Linked DNA regions of Danio rerio: region 1 is linked to region 2. A link is a contact called in public HiChIP or PLAC-seq data. All regions are on one chromosome and are shown on one strand. Each heading gives the region's core, a stretch centred on a gene start, on an enhancer-like site or on the middle of the called end of the contact. The rest is flanking DNA. Distances are from core to core; before and after follow the strand shown. Region 1 holds the start of nudt6 (nudix (nucleoside diphosphate linked moiety X)-type motif 6). Region 2 holds the start of spry1 (sprouty homolog 1, antagonist of FGF signaling (Drosophila)).

Region 1 (3,336 bases), core at 178-2,677, 64 kb after region 2:
AGGTTTTCACCTCTACATGAGACGCACGTCAGGTCAGACACACTTATGATCATCAATATTATGGATCTGTAGTGCAGATGTGAAGAACTGGTGATGATGATGATGATGATGATTTGGTTAATTTAGGAAAGAAAGCAGAAGATGAGAATGTGAGAATGAGCAGATCTGGAGACGAGCACGAGGATTCATGAGGCCAGCAGCAGATCTTCTGTTTTACCTGATGTATAATGTTGTTTTCGCTACTCTTGTTTATTTTTCCTTCATTGTCTTTGTCTTAATATCATACAGCAGTATTAACGCTCTTGTGTTGAAAACATTAAGATGAATTAGTATTGAATTGAATTAAAAAATTCTTCAAATTTAAACTGTATTTACAGTCAAAATCCACAAGCTCATTTAATACAGTCTATTTTCATATCATTTATTTAACAGATAAATGTATTAGTATGGTCATAACTGTTTTTGCTCTGCAAATATACCTAAAACAACATATCATTGCGTTTGTTTGATAATAATTAGTCAAACAGCCTTGCATTTTTACAGTTTAATTATAGGTTCATTTAGATGGAGGCAATACAATAATGAAGTATTGTGCTGATAAATGCTTTGTTGTAAGTTTACTTGCACTGGTGTGGTTTTGCTGTGATGGTTTATGTTCTTGTCATCATGTTTTGTGTTAGCATGACATGTGGTTAATGAGGGTTCTCATGTTTCCTGGTCGTACAAACATTGCAACACACTGTAAAAATGCAGGGTTCCATACAATCCCATCATGTCATCCCAATGCAAATTGATTAAGTTAGTGTAATTGTATCAGTTTTTATCTACATATAGCCTAAAAGTGAAATATTAGACTCATTATAGTAAAGGATGAGACGCATAGTTTGTATAGTTTGACCCACAGTTTGCAGAAATAGCTGATCAGAGTGTCTGTAAGTCAGGAAACACTAAATATTCCTCAAAACACTGAAACCTTAAAAACATTTCATTAATAAATTATATGTAATTTAAATTAGTACATAGATTTGATTCACTGAAGCATGTTTTACTCTAACATTACTGAAAAAGTTGACCCCCTTCTCCCCATTGTAATTGGAACAAGCAGCAAAAAAATTTCTTATGCAAAATAAATAAAGGAATAAAAAAGACAGAAATAATTATAAATGTTTATGCATTCATTAAAACCAGTTTTAACACATTGTGATCTGTTTTTAATCATTTTTATTCTTTGTAGTTTTTATTTTCTTACACTTTTTTCTTTATTATTCTTATACTTAATACTTTTATTCTTGTTTAAGTAAAGCACTTTGAATTACCATTATGAATGAAGTGTGCTATAGAAATAAACTAGTCTTGCTCTGCATTTTCCTGTGCGCGAGTACTGCAGTGTTTACGGCGCGCTCGTTCTTATGTTGTTTTGGTTTGATCGATGATGGTTTTGTGGATCATGTCAGCCGGGTTCTGTAGGGTCTCCTCTGGGTTGTGCAGGGTGTCTTCTGGGTTCTTTAGGGTCACTTCTGGCTCCTCCAGGGCCTCATCTGTTTTCGGAAAGTTCCGGCTGGTCTCTGCTGGCTCTGCTCGCTTCTGCTCCGGCTGTGAGGAGCGGCTCTGTCCGCCTCTGCTGGCCGGAGATGTTGATCGGTTTGGCGGCGTGACGGTGCGAGACTTTCCGCCGGACATCAGCGAGGAGGAGTTCAGTGATCTGCTGAAGGGTACGAGAATAATACACCATCTGATGAGAAGTGTTTTTTTGCCAATGTATTTTTTAAATTATAAAAGCTCATCTTTAGGCTTAATTATTCATTATTCATTCATCAAAACATCATCAAAACAATGGATTTCTTTTAAAGTAGTTAATTCAGCAAGTGTTGAGCCTACAGCAGCGGTATGAAAGCCCGTTCTTGCCTCTGAATGAAAAAACTTGTAGATAAAATATAAAGTTGAGATTAAAACTCGCAAAAGCTTTTTACCTAACCTTTTTATTTTATCTATTTGGGTGTTACGTCAAATTAGAAATGAAGATCTCTGTGTTAAAGGCATTCCCCACAACCTCTCCATCATACTCACTCTCCTCTCAGATGCGATGTTGGGCCAAATCAAAGGTTACAGTGGGCCACCTTGGCCAGCGGGCCTTACTTTGGGGCATCTTTGATCTCTATTGACCATATTTGGAATGGTCAACATAGAGCTTCTGCTTGTAGGGGCTTTTTATGGAGTAATAAATGAGCATATAAAACCATTTCTGGATACTTTTTAAACTTACCTAAGCACCTACTATGTAGATATCAGAGAACAGTTTAACTCATTGAATCTCTGTGGTGTTTGGCATGATTTTATGTTTTTGCTTTTATATTTGAAAACAAATGTGTGGCCTGTTTTTTAATATCTAAATATGAAACTAAAATGTGTTATAAATATGTAAATTTCTATAAGTGAATAATAATATTTGTAAATGTGTGTGTGTGTGTGTGTGTGTGTGTGTGTGTGTGTGTGTGTGTGTGTGTGTGTGTGTGTGCGTGTGTGTCAGTGTCTCTGCATCAGTGGCGTTCAGAAGGCCGTGTTGCAGTATGGCTCCATGTCCCCATCTCTCAGTCTCGTGTGTGTTCTGCTGCTGCACGTCACGGCTTCAGTTTCCACCACGCGCGCGGAGATCAGGCTGTTCTGAGCGTGTGGCTCGCGGAGGGGCAAAACCGGCTGCCAGCATTCGCCACACACCAGGTCGGAGTCGCTGGTAAGACAACAACAGCTTTAAATAGGAAAAACCCACATGAAGAAATACTGTGGTCATCTATAGTCAGTACTATATAATGTTGAATCATACTGTAGTAGAGTGTATTATAGTACAGTTATATAGAGTCCATTTAAAGGGATAGTTCACCCAAAAATTAAGATGTACAAACTCTTTACTCACCCTCGAGTGTTTCCAAACCTTTATGAGTTTATTTCTTCTGTTGGACACTGAAGAGGAGATTTTGAAGAAAATTGAAAACCTGTAAACAGTGACTAACACACACTACCTGACAAAAGTCTTGTGGCTTCTCCAAGTTTTAGGAACAGTAAATACTAACTTGACTTCTAGTTGATCATGTGGTGTCAGACGTGTTTTTATGAAAGGCGAAGGCCTCTAGATTTTGCTTATTTAAGCACTAGTTCAAATAGTTGACCTACTGGAACCAGCATGTACCAAAGATTCTCACAGAAATCAGTCAAGTTTGGTGAAGGAGACATCATGGTTTGGGGTCATTCAGTATGGGGGCGTGCGAGAGATCTGCAACAGCCTGAGGTATCAAGACATCTGTGCTGCCCATTACATTACAAACCACAGGAGAGGGACAA
Region 2 (3,514 bases), core at 863-3,362:
AGTCCTTTAGGGCGGGACTATCAATTCTTTATGGCAGATCTATTAGTCCTTTTGGGCGGGGATATCAATTCTTTAGGGTGGGGCTATCAGTCTTTTAGGGCGGGACTATCAGTCCTTTAGGGCGGGACTATGAATCCCTTATGGCAGATCTATTAGTCCTTTTGGGCGGAGATATCAAATCTTTGGGGTGGGGCAATCAGTCTTTTAGGGCGGGATTATCAGTCCTTTAGGGCGGGACTATAAATCCTTTATGGCAGATCTACTAGTCCCTTTGGGCGGGGATATCAATTCTTTAGGGTGGGGGTATCAGTCTTTTAGGGCGGGACTATCAGTCCTTTAGGGCGGGGCTATCAGTCCTTTAAGGCGGGAATATCAATACTTTAATGCATAGCTATTAGTCCTTTAGGGATTTCAATTCTTTATGGCAGGGCTATCAGTCCTTTAGGGCGTGGCTATCAGACTTTTGGGGTGGGGCTATCAGTTATTTAGGGCGGGGCTATCTGAACTTTAGGGCGGGGTTATCAGGGCATGTCTGCCCTGATTTTATCCATTCATCAATCTTCCTAGATTGTGTTTCACAACACCCGTCTTCCAATTATCCAGTATTTTTTAGTATTTTCTCATTTTAAGACTGTTTGAATCAGATGCACAATACGATAGTGGAAAAAGTCTTTCATTTCATGCCACAAATAACCAAACACAGACATGGGAGGCTGAGCAAAATGCTCATTTCAGCAGACAGTGTCTGATGGCATTGATGAACTCTTCGTATTTTAGTGAGAGAAATCCTGTCGTGTCAGCAATACTCATTTTACCCCCCATACACCATCAGTTTGTGCCTCAGGATGGTTTCCCCGGCGTGTGTCCCGGCGTCTGGTTCCAGCTCTGCAGTTTGCAGTAAACAGTGTTGGAGTTCTTGCAGCGGCAGCCGGGCCGCGTCAGCCGATCATGGCAGGAGTTGCAGGCTTTAACGCAGCCTTTCGCGGGCAGATAGCACAGCAGGCAGGGGAACAGCGTCGCCATCAGGCCCATGCACAGAAAGCGCGAGCAGCACTGCGGATGCGATAATGAACACGGCCTGTCAGCGCAGGCGTCTCCAACATCGTCATCGTCCTTGGAGCAATGATAAAAAATGCCCTTCACCAAACACATGCACGTGCCCTGCTCTATCACGTTCTCCGCCGAACACAAACACAATCCGTTGCATGCGAGCCGCGCCGGCAGCGCTCGCGGAGCCGTGCACTCGCTGCATTTACACTTCCCGCAGCTCTCGCAGATGTACAGATGCGCAGAGTCTCTGCTATCCGCATGCATCTGTTTCAGGGGAGCGTCCGGCGGCAGAAAGGGAGCGTTCAGAGATTTGGGCTGAGTCCGTACGCTGTTCCTGTGATGCTGTGGTGTTCTGGAGAGTAAACCCAGCTCGGATCCTGCACTGCTGCTGCTCTCGGAGCTCCCGGTGCTGGTGGATCTACTGAGACCCGGCGGACGCACTAATAACGAGGATTGTGGCTCGTAATTATTGTTGACGTTCACCAGGATCACTTCATGAGTCCTCTCATGTTTGTGTGCGTGACGCGGTGGCGGTGGTGGTCCCGGGGCCGGTCTCCGGGGGACTGCCGGGCCCTCAGTGTATTCGTTATTACTGCGAATGGCTTTGATCTGGTCCAGGGACAGGACGGCCCCGGGGTCCGCATGCCCACGCTGACCGCGGAGATCCATAAGACACGATCAGCAGCTCCAGACCACACAGCAATGCTCATCTGACAGCCTGAGAGACACGGAGAGAGAGAGAGATGAGGTTTTATAAGTGCTTTATTACAGTTATGTAGGGGTGTAGTGGATGATGGTTGATCCGTGATCTGTAGCGATCATAAACCAAAGTTTGGAACACACGTGCCCAATATAAGGATCGCAAAAAGATTCACATATATGAACACATTTAATCTGCTCTGTAAAATATGATGATGGCTGAAGAAGTTGTGGAGGCATCTAAAGCCTTTCCTAAGTTATCACCAGAGTTTTCCGGCAGTAGTTTATCCTGCATCAATGCATTCAGTGTAGAGCTGCACAACTCATCATCATTAGATCGGGATGTCAATTCCAACACCTATGCAACATAATTATAAAGGTGAAGATGATGATGATGATGTGCACATATTTATTAATCCTTCAAAGCGCTGCGTTCAGATCTGTGTTTAATCGTGGAGGTCTTTTGAGTGGAGTTAGAGTTACAATCCAATAACACAGGAGAACTGAGAGCCGTTCATAGTTCAGATATAAACACTGATGTTTACAGTAAATACATGTGAAATGACAGGTTCTAAGTTGTGTTTCTCGCAGTGCTGTTTTAGTAATAAATGGAAAGCAAGCTATTTGTCTCCTCCCTGTTTTGGCTGATCGGAAAACTGGTGCGATCCGAACCGTGAGATCTGTGATCTGTCACACCACTACAATTATACAATTATAAATCAATTAACAATGCAAAAAAACACATCTTATAGCAACATATATTTGAGAAAGAGGGATTTGAGGTTTTATAAGTACTTCATTACAATTACATGACTATACTCTGTAATGAATTGTTGCTGCTTTAATATTTTTACTTGAATTAAATGAACTTTTCCAGTCATCAATCCTGACATCAATCAAACTGAGTAAACATGCGGAGTTGAACTTAGTCGAACTTAAAACATGCAGATGAACCTGGAATAACTTATTAAAATAAGCTGAAGTAACAGAAAGACATTTGCTGCATGACTTATTCAGTGTGTCAATCAGCAATCTACATTAAACAACAATAGCTAAACATTAAATTAATCTCTACCACAGACAAAAGCACAACTTTACAGCACCATATGTTGGAGAGAGAGAGAAATAGAGAGAGAGTAATATTAGGACAAAAAAAATTTACTTTAAATTACTTTACATTTGTTTATTTATTCATTTATTTTTATTATTATAATTTATTATACTATTTATTGTGTGTGTGTGTGTGTGTTTGTGTATATATATATATATATATATATATATATATATATATATATATATATATACATTTGTAACATGTGTCATGCCAATAAACCAATTATTGAATTAAATTGAGAAAGACAATGCAATTTAATTGTTATGATGTTTAGTTTCTATTATTTTGATCTTTTTTCATAGTTATACTCTTCCACATATATCAAGCTTTGGCTATGTTGTCTTTTTACAGTCATGTCAATTATTAAAAGTAATCTGAGAGGGAGAGAGCGAGGTCTTTCACAGCCTGCAATTAATGCAACGGTGTTTGCAATGCCTATTCTCCACATTAATTACGTTTAAACATCTTTCTGTGATGACCTGATTAAGCTCTATTTCTACTGTTTTTTAATTAAATGCAGTTAACATTTGTAGTCAGTTTGACTGATGTCAGTGATATTTTCAGTGCACTTTTAAGTGGACTTTTTAAATTAATTCCCAGAGGAGCAGGTGATATGATTGATCGCGGCTGGCCTCTTATTGGTAATCAGCA

Evidence for each region. HiChIP or PLAC-seq counts read pairs in DNA pulled down with a chosen protein or histone mark.
Region 1: an H3K4me3 HiChIP or PLAC-seq map of embryo shows a contact between it and region 2, with 4 times the contacts expected there. The contact joins the promoter of nudt6 here to the promoter of spry1 in region 2. A contact is called at or near these places in 2 of 4 datasets of contacts at active chromatin or transcription factors (embryo and gastrula embryo).

The regions. Positions count from the first base shown.
Region 1 is chr14:748,904-752,239 of GRCz12tu, forward strand. It overlaps nudt6 (nudix (nucleoside diphosphate linked moiety X)-type motif 6), which reads left to right and starts at 1,428. Exons shown (of 5, transcript NM_001089522.2): 1 at 1,428-1,712; 2 at 2,528-2,731. The coding sequence starts at 1,433.
Region 2 is chr14:684,143-687,656 of GRCz12tu, forward strand. spry1 (sprouty homolog 1, antagonist of FGF signaling (Drosophila)) reads right to left here and starts at 2,113. Exons shown (of 1, transcript NM_001122600.1): 1 at 829-2,113. The coding sequence starts at 1,719. The coding sequence ends at 841.